Linked DNA regions of Sus scrofa: region 1 is linked to region 2. Evidence: chromatin contacts called from public HiChIP or PLAC-seq data. All regions are on one chromosome and are shown on one strand. The core of a region is the stretch at or near the end of the contact, and the rest is flanking DNA. Distances in the headings are between cores, read along the strand shown. Region 1 holds the start of CTSB (cathepsin B). Region 2 holds the start of NEIL2 (endonuclease 8-like 2).

Evidence for each region. HiChIP or PLAC-seq counts read pairs in DNA pulled down with a chosen protein or histone mark.
Region 1: an H3K27ac HiChIP or PLAC-seq map of skeletal muscle shows a contact between it and region 2. The contact joins the promoter of CTSB here to the promoter of NEIL2 in region 2. A contact is called at or near these places in 1 of 47 Hi-C or Micro-C datasets (embryonic fibroblasts) and 1 of 2 datasets of contacts at active chromatin or transcription factors (skeletal muscle).

What each region holds. Positions count from the first base shown.
Region 1 is chr14:15,033,263-15,037,002 of Sscrofa11.1, forward strand. It overlaps CTSB (cathepsin B), which reads right to left and starts at 1,489. Exons shown (of 10, transcript NM_001097458.1): 1 at 1,415-1,489.
Region 2 is chr14:14,943,628-14,946,985 of Sscrofa11.1, forward strand. NEIL2 (endonuclease 8-like 2) reads left to right here and starts at 1,502. Exons shown (of 5, transcript XM_003359058.4): 1 at 1,502-1,657.

The sequences.
Region 1 (3,740 bases), core at 239-2,738, 90 kb after region 2:
TCTGGCCGGCACTGCCCCTGGGCCTGTGAAGCCCCCAGGTAAGGGATCTGCACCTTTCCACTCAGCAGCACCCCAGCTCTGGGACCAATGCCCCCAATAGGTTGGGGCGAATCCTTTCGCCAGATGCCTTCAACTCTTTGAGAAAGTCACACAGAGTGAAGGCAGCCCAGCCCCTGATCTCTACAGAGCTTAAAGGCACTAGGTCACCATCACCAGCGCCAACAGGAAACAATTCTCCATGAAGTTAAGGATGTCAGGGAGAAAAGGAAAGTAGCCTTTACCGAACCAGACATCCTTCTAAGGCTCTTCCTCTTAGGGCTCTGCATCCATAGATTCAACTGAGGTGAACGCCCTTCAGCTGCATTCCCCTCTAGTGGAGACAGCTGAGGATCAGGCTTTCCAAAGGTCTCCCTTTGAACACCCCACCCCCACCCCCGCCCCCGCGTATGAGTTACTGTCCTCCCCACACCAGCCAACCGGCCTCCTCAGTCCCTGGGGACGGGATTGGGGCCCATTACGCAAGCAAATCCAACTCACGTCTACCTGGACAGCCCGCTGACTCCCCAAACTCAGCCACCCTAAGACGCTCCTTCTCCCAGGCTTCCAGGGTCATTAAGTGAGGGAGGAGGCGATGCCCAAGGACTCTGCCCTGCCTTCCCCTCCCCCACAGCACCATGGGCCCAAGCGGATTTCCCTTCCCTAGCAGTCCAGGAACAGAGTCTGCACCCCTCTCCCCTCCACTCCCCCAGGGTCCCGGGCCCTACAGTCTCCTGTCCCCCCCCCCCGCCCCAGTTTCTCCTCCCACCCAAGGATTTAACTCTTCCGGTGGGTCCCACCCTGCCCCACCCAGGGCCAGGTTCCAGCTTCCCAATTTCTGTCTTCTGGGGACCCTGGAACCGTGTGTAGTTGTGCAAACAAGCTGCCCGGGGAAAACCCTTTTGGAAAAAGAAAACATCTAAAGCGGACGCAGGCAAATAATATCCACTCAGCAATTTGCTGAGGAAACTGAGGCCCAGCAGCTCACAAGCGGCTCCCGGGGTGCAGCCGAAAGTCAGTGGGTCGGGGCTGAGCTTTTCCTCGCAGGCTCCTCCCTCGGGCTCCCCCGCAAACTGCCCAGCCCCGCCGTACTGCCCCACCCCACCCCTCACCCCGGCCCGACACCGCGGTCAGGCCGGCCCGGGGTCCGAACACAGCCGGAGCTGGGGTGGGGTCCGGCCGCATGCGTGGGGGTTGTTTTTGCTCTTCTCACCAGAGCCACGACCGGGAGTGCGCGGGGGCCGCCCAGCTCGCCTCTCCGTTTCCGCCGGCCCTGGGACACCGCCGGGGCCCGGCAGAGGTACAAGCCAGCCGGTCTCCCCATCCCTCTGCCCCAGGTCACTTCCGCCGGGGGGGCACCGCATCCGTACGCACTCACCGCGCTCCGCCGCCGCCGCCGCCGAGGGCCTAGGTCTGCAGCCTCCGAGCGCTCGGGCAGGTTCTGACGCCCGAACAGCCAGCCGCCTTAGCTTCCCAGAGCCGCCCCCGCGCTAAGTACCGCACCAGGCCCCGCCCGCGCCCTCCTCCGCCTGACTCGCCACGTGACCAGGGCAGCTGGCGCCGCGCCCCGCCCCCACCGGGTCCCCAGCAGCCTGGGAAGGGCTCAGAACCTTCCTCATCCGCCTGTACCCCTCAGTGCCCCAAGTTCTGCGTTCTGCGAGCGGAAGGGCACGCGAGGTGGGCCTGAGAGGGAGAGGGTCACCCCTCCTGGAGAAATTCCCTGGGGCCGAGGGGGTCTGGGCCCAGCGCAGCAGAGGACACGGATCCCTGCTTGGGACAGCTGTTCCTTATTTCATTCATTCAGAAACCACTGCCACAGATGGGGGTGTCATGACAGCAGGCCTCCCAGAAGAGCCTTAAAAGGCTGTTAGCTTGAATGTGCCTATCAGATGTTCTAGATATGTAAGAATTTTTAAGCGGTAGCTAAAACTAAATATAGAACTACCATATCCAGCAATCCCACTCCTGGGCCTGTATCCAGAAAACCATCCTAAAGATACCATGCACCCCAGTGTTCACTGGAGCACTATTTACAATAGCCAAGACATGGAAGTAACCTGAATGTCTATGAATAGAGGATTGGCTAAAGAAGACATAGTGTGGGAGTTCCCGCTGTGGTGCAGTGGGTTAAGAATCTGACTGCAGTAGCTTGGGTCCTTCTGGAGGTACGGCTTTGATCCCAGCCCAGCACAGTGGGTAAAGGATCCAGGGCTGATGCAGCTGCAGCTCGGATTCAGTCCCTGGCCTGGAACTTACATATACCGCAGATGCAGCTGTGGGCGAAAAAAAGATGTGATACATATATGCAATGGACTATTACTCAGCCATTAAAAAAAAAAAAGAATGAAAAATGCCATTTGCAGCAACATGGATGGGCCTAGAAATGACCATACTAAGTGAAGTCAGAGAAAGAAATATATGAGATCACTAATATGTGGAATCTAATAAAAAATGATACAAAAGAACTTACAAAACAATTTGCTTTGAAAATCTTGAGTCTCTGATTACCAAAGGAGAGGTGGGGGGGGATAAAATAGGAAATTGGGATTGACATATATGCATTACTGTGTATAAAATAGAAAGGTGACAAGGACATACTTTATAGCAGAGGGATATCTACACAATACTGTATAGAGATATATGGGAAAAGAATCTGTGAATTTTTTCTTTTTAGGGCTGCCCTTGCAGCATATGGACATTCCCAGGCTAGCGGTCTAATGGGAGCCGCAGCTGCCCTGCCCACCTATGCCACAGGTTCAAGCTGTGTCCCTGATCCATGCCACAGCTCAAGGCAGAGGCCGGATCCTTAACCCATTGAGTGGGGCCAGGGCTTGGACTCGCATCGTCAAGGATACTGGTCAGGTTCCGTACCACTGAGCCACAACAGGAACTCCTGGGAAAATCTCAAAAGGAATGTATATGTGTATATGTATAACTGATTTACTTTGCTGTATACCTGAAACACAACTTTGGAAGTCAACATACTCCAATACGTTTTTTTAAAGGAGCAGATCAAAAAAATGAAATAAGAAATAGAAAGTTATTTAATTACCACTAATTTCAACAGCTGGTAGGAATTTCTATAGAGAAGGGCCTGAGAGGCAGAAATCTGAAATGGTGGTGCCAGGAGGTCTGTCCTGAAGAAGATGTACACAGCAAGCACACACTGTTGGAGTTTACTTGAGAGTGGGGGCAAGAGGAGTGCCTGTAAAGGGTGATGGAGATGGTTGGGGTGGTGGTGGCTCAAGACCCACCCCACTCCATGAATCCCCAGATGTTTCCAATACTCATGAAAATCTTGCAAGGTAGGTATGATCCTAGTTTTATTCCAGGGGCTCAGGAACGTCTGGCAATTTACCCTGGTGCTCCTGGTAATAAGAAAGCTGTAAGGTCTGGAACTTCCTGGATATCTGCTGCATCCTTGCACATGCCTGGCCATGAGCTGTGACACAGTCCTTGTGCCTGCCAGGACCCTTCAGAGAGCTTTCCAGACACATGTAGTTGCATCTCTTTGATCCCAGTTAAGAATAAGAGTGTGAGGGAGTCCCCACTGTGGCACAACAGGATTGGCAGCGTCTTGGGAGCCCTGGGACGCAGGTTTAATTCTGGGGAACTCCATATGCTTCAGAGTGGCCCAAAAGAAAACAGCAACAACAGCAAAACAAAGAATTCGAGTGAAAGGAAAAAAAGACTCAGAGCCACAC
Region 2 (3,358 bases), core at 252-2,751:
CCCTAGGCTGGGAGGCCACTAATAATAACTAAAACACATTGAGCTATTGCTTTATGCCAGGCCCAGCACCGAGATTCATGTGAAGCATCTCAGTAAATCCCACCACAGCCTAGTCATGTGGTCCTTTCATTCCATTTTATAGATGAAGAAACTGAGGTACAGAAAAGTTACTTGCCCAAGGTCTGCCTCCTGAGTGGGAGGATTTGGACCCCGATAGTCCAATGCAGGAACAATGCTCTTTGCTGCTCTTCTGTCGAGTTGCTCTTCTGGGAGTTTGCCATTTTCCACGCAGATTCAGCAACTTTATTGTCATAGAGTGGTGACTACATGCATTTGCATAGCACTTTATAGTTTATGGGTTTCATTATCTAATATCTAATTTAACCACTCATTCAAAGAGTAATTATTAAGTGCTCACCAACTGCCAAGTACAGTGCCCCAAGTCCTTGCTGTCCCACCTGTGTCCCTGGACCACCAGCAGCCACAGCATCTCCTGGGAGCTTGTTGAAAAGGAAAATCTTGGGCCCTCTACACACCAGAGTCAGAATCTGCATTTAAACACGATTAAGGAGTTCTCATTGTGGCTCAGCAGGTTAAGAACCTGACACAGTATCCATGAAGATTCAGGTTCGATCCCTGGCCTCAAACAGTGGGTTAAGGATCCGGCGTTGCCACAAGCTGCAGTATAGGTTGCAGATATGGTTGTGGCAGAGACCAGCAGCTGTAGCTCCAACTTGACCCCTGGCCAGGGAACTTTCATATGCGGTAGGTGCAGCCCTAAAAAGAAAAACAAAACAAAAAAACAAACAAAAAAGACTCCCAGGTGATTCATATGCACATTAAAGTTTGAGAATCCCTGCTTTGTAATATTTCCATAATAACACGATGAAGTTTAATATCGATTTTTTTTTTTTTTTTTGGCAGCACCCAGGACATGCAGAAGTTCCCGGTTAGGAATAGAACCAGGGCCCCAACTGCCTCAGCAGCGACAATGCCAGGTCCTTACACCGCTGAGCCACCAGGCAATTCCCCAAATATTGCTTTTAAAACAAAATTTGTTTACGGTAAAAATTTAAATAATAATATTCAAATAATATAAAATTAAAAAAAAAAAACCCACCCTTGAAAAACTTTACGAAAATTTCTTGACAACTTGTTTCCTTTTCACAATTACCTCGCTAGGATTGGAGGCCCGGCAAAACCAACCAAAAGGCTTCCCTTTGCCTGACCACCCAAAGTGGTCTTGTTTAACTTAATTTTCTCTATAGCAGTCTATCTTCGTATAAGACAATGACCTTTCCAAGGGCGGTTTGTTTCTTCCCTACGTCTGCTCAGACACACTCCCCAACCTCGGCAACTGCCCAGCATCCAGCGACCCCCTTAGGGCAGGAACGGCCCACCTCGCCCCGCCCTCACCACCACTCCCTGTCCCCACCAGGACAGAGCCCCCTCCTCGCCTGGGGGCGGAGCCCCTATATGCCCCACCCCGAGGGAGGAACCTCGAGTTACGCACGCCCCACCTCCGGATGGAGCCCCGCTCCCTTCCAATAAAGCCCCGTGCCCACTCCCGGGGGCGGAGCCTGCGCTCAAGCTGGGCGCCGGGTCCTCTGCAGGCCTCACGGTTGCTGGGGTCCAAGGGTCCACGGCCCAGGAGCCGGTGAGTCCTGCTGCGAGCTCCCACGCGGCGTCGCGCTACCTACGCTGGTGGGTAGGGAGCGGTGCGGCGCGTCCTCGGCGGTGACGGGTCCCCCGCCGGAAATGCAGGGCTTTCCCAAGCTTTACCCTCGTCACTTTATTACCGGCGTGAAAACTCAGTTACCGAACCTTTTAGAAGCGTCTTTTATGGAAACCTGAATTTATCTTTCTTTTTGGCTGTTAACTACTTTTTAGCATTTCTGCCCCTGAGCAATCCGGGTTCTGCAACCAGCCCGCCCCGCACCCTGGGAAGATGCTTTTAGACCCTCCCCAGACAGTGAATGATGTCCTGAGAAAAGGGGACGCCCGCTCCTCTCCTTTTAGCGCGGTCGCTAGGCAGCCCCTTAATTAGCCTCTTGCGGTTAACCGCTGGGGGGAGGGGCTCGAAGGTAGCGGGGTGACCTTATCGAATCTGTGCCCCTTACGGTTCGGATATTTTAAGGATTCGGTAGAGGCAGTTCCCTGCCCAGTTTTCCATCTCCATGAATAAACCTAAAAGAAACATGCCCTTGTGTCAAAAGGTTTTTAAGGATCAGAACTATTCCAGAAGCTTCCTCGGTTGGAGAGGACCAGCGCACATTGCTGGTTGAGGTTCAGCTTAGCCGCAGTGTGGCCAATCTCCCTATAGCCCTGAAGTTTGGTTAGTAGGGTCTCTCCAGGGTCTTGAAGATGTGAAATAGCACATTTAGCGAGGCTAGGGCACCATCAAATTAAAAATATGTATTATAGGATGTGCTGCTAATCAAACTATGAGAAACCATGGATTGTAAGAGGCACCCCCCCTTTGAGAGATTTTTTAAATGCTTTCAAGAATTGATGAAATGCAGGTAGCTACCACCATGCCAGGAAACTGATTAGTTCTTTGGGTTTCCATGATAACTTGCAGTCTTTTGCAGGTGGATAAATAGGTAAGGGTGGGGGGATGCCTTCCCTGTCCTAGAAGCTAGGGGCAGACCACTCAGACTGCCTCATATATGAGCTCCCAGTGAACTTGGATGATTTGGGGCGGGGAGAGATGAGAGTCACAGATACCCTTACATCAGATTAAAATGGAAGCCCAGCTGTTTCTCAGTTATTTCTTTCTCTATTTTTTTCTTTTTACAGCTGCACCTGCAGCACATGGAAGTTCCCAGGCCAAGGGTGGATTGGGAGCTGTAGCTGGGAGCTTTACAGCTGGAGCCTTCACCGGATCTGTGGCCTATGCTGCAGCTTGGGGCAGTGCCAGATCCTTAACCCACTGAGTGAAACCAGGGATCAAACCTACATCCTCACAGAGACAACCTCTGGTCCTTAACCTGCTGATCCACAACGGGAACTCCCAGGGATAGTTTGCTATAGTTAAGCTGGATGTGGCCTCTCCCTGTTCTGACCAGACATGATCTTGGACTGCACTTGCTGTGATTCTGAGCTCTGCATTGTCATCACAGACACTGCAGTCCCTCTAGTGGGGTGGTCCTGGTGGGGCTGGATCCACATCTTTGTCAGTGTGCCTTTAAATCCTTCTCTCCTGAAAGCAGGAGATAAAGCAGCATCTGTGGGCTGGAATGATTGTTTGGGGGAGGCAGAAGGAAGAGGATAGAAAAAACCTGGAGATGGAGTTCCCATCGTGGCGCAGTGGTTAAGGAATCCAACTAGGAACCAGGTCCCTGGCCTTTCTCAGTGG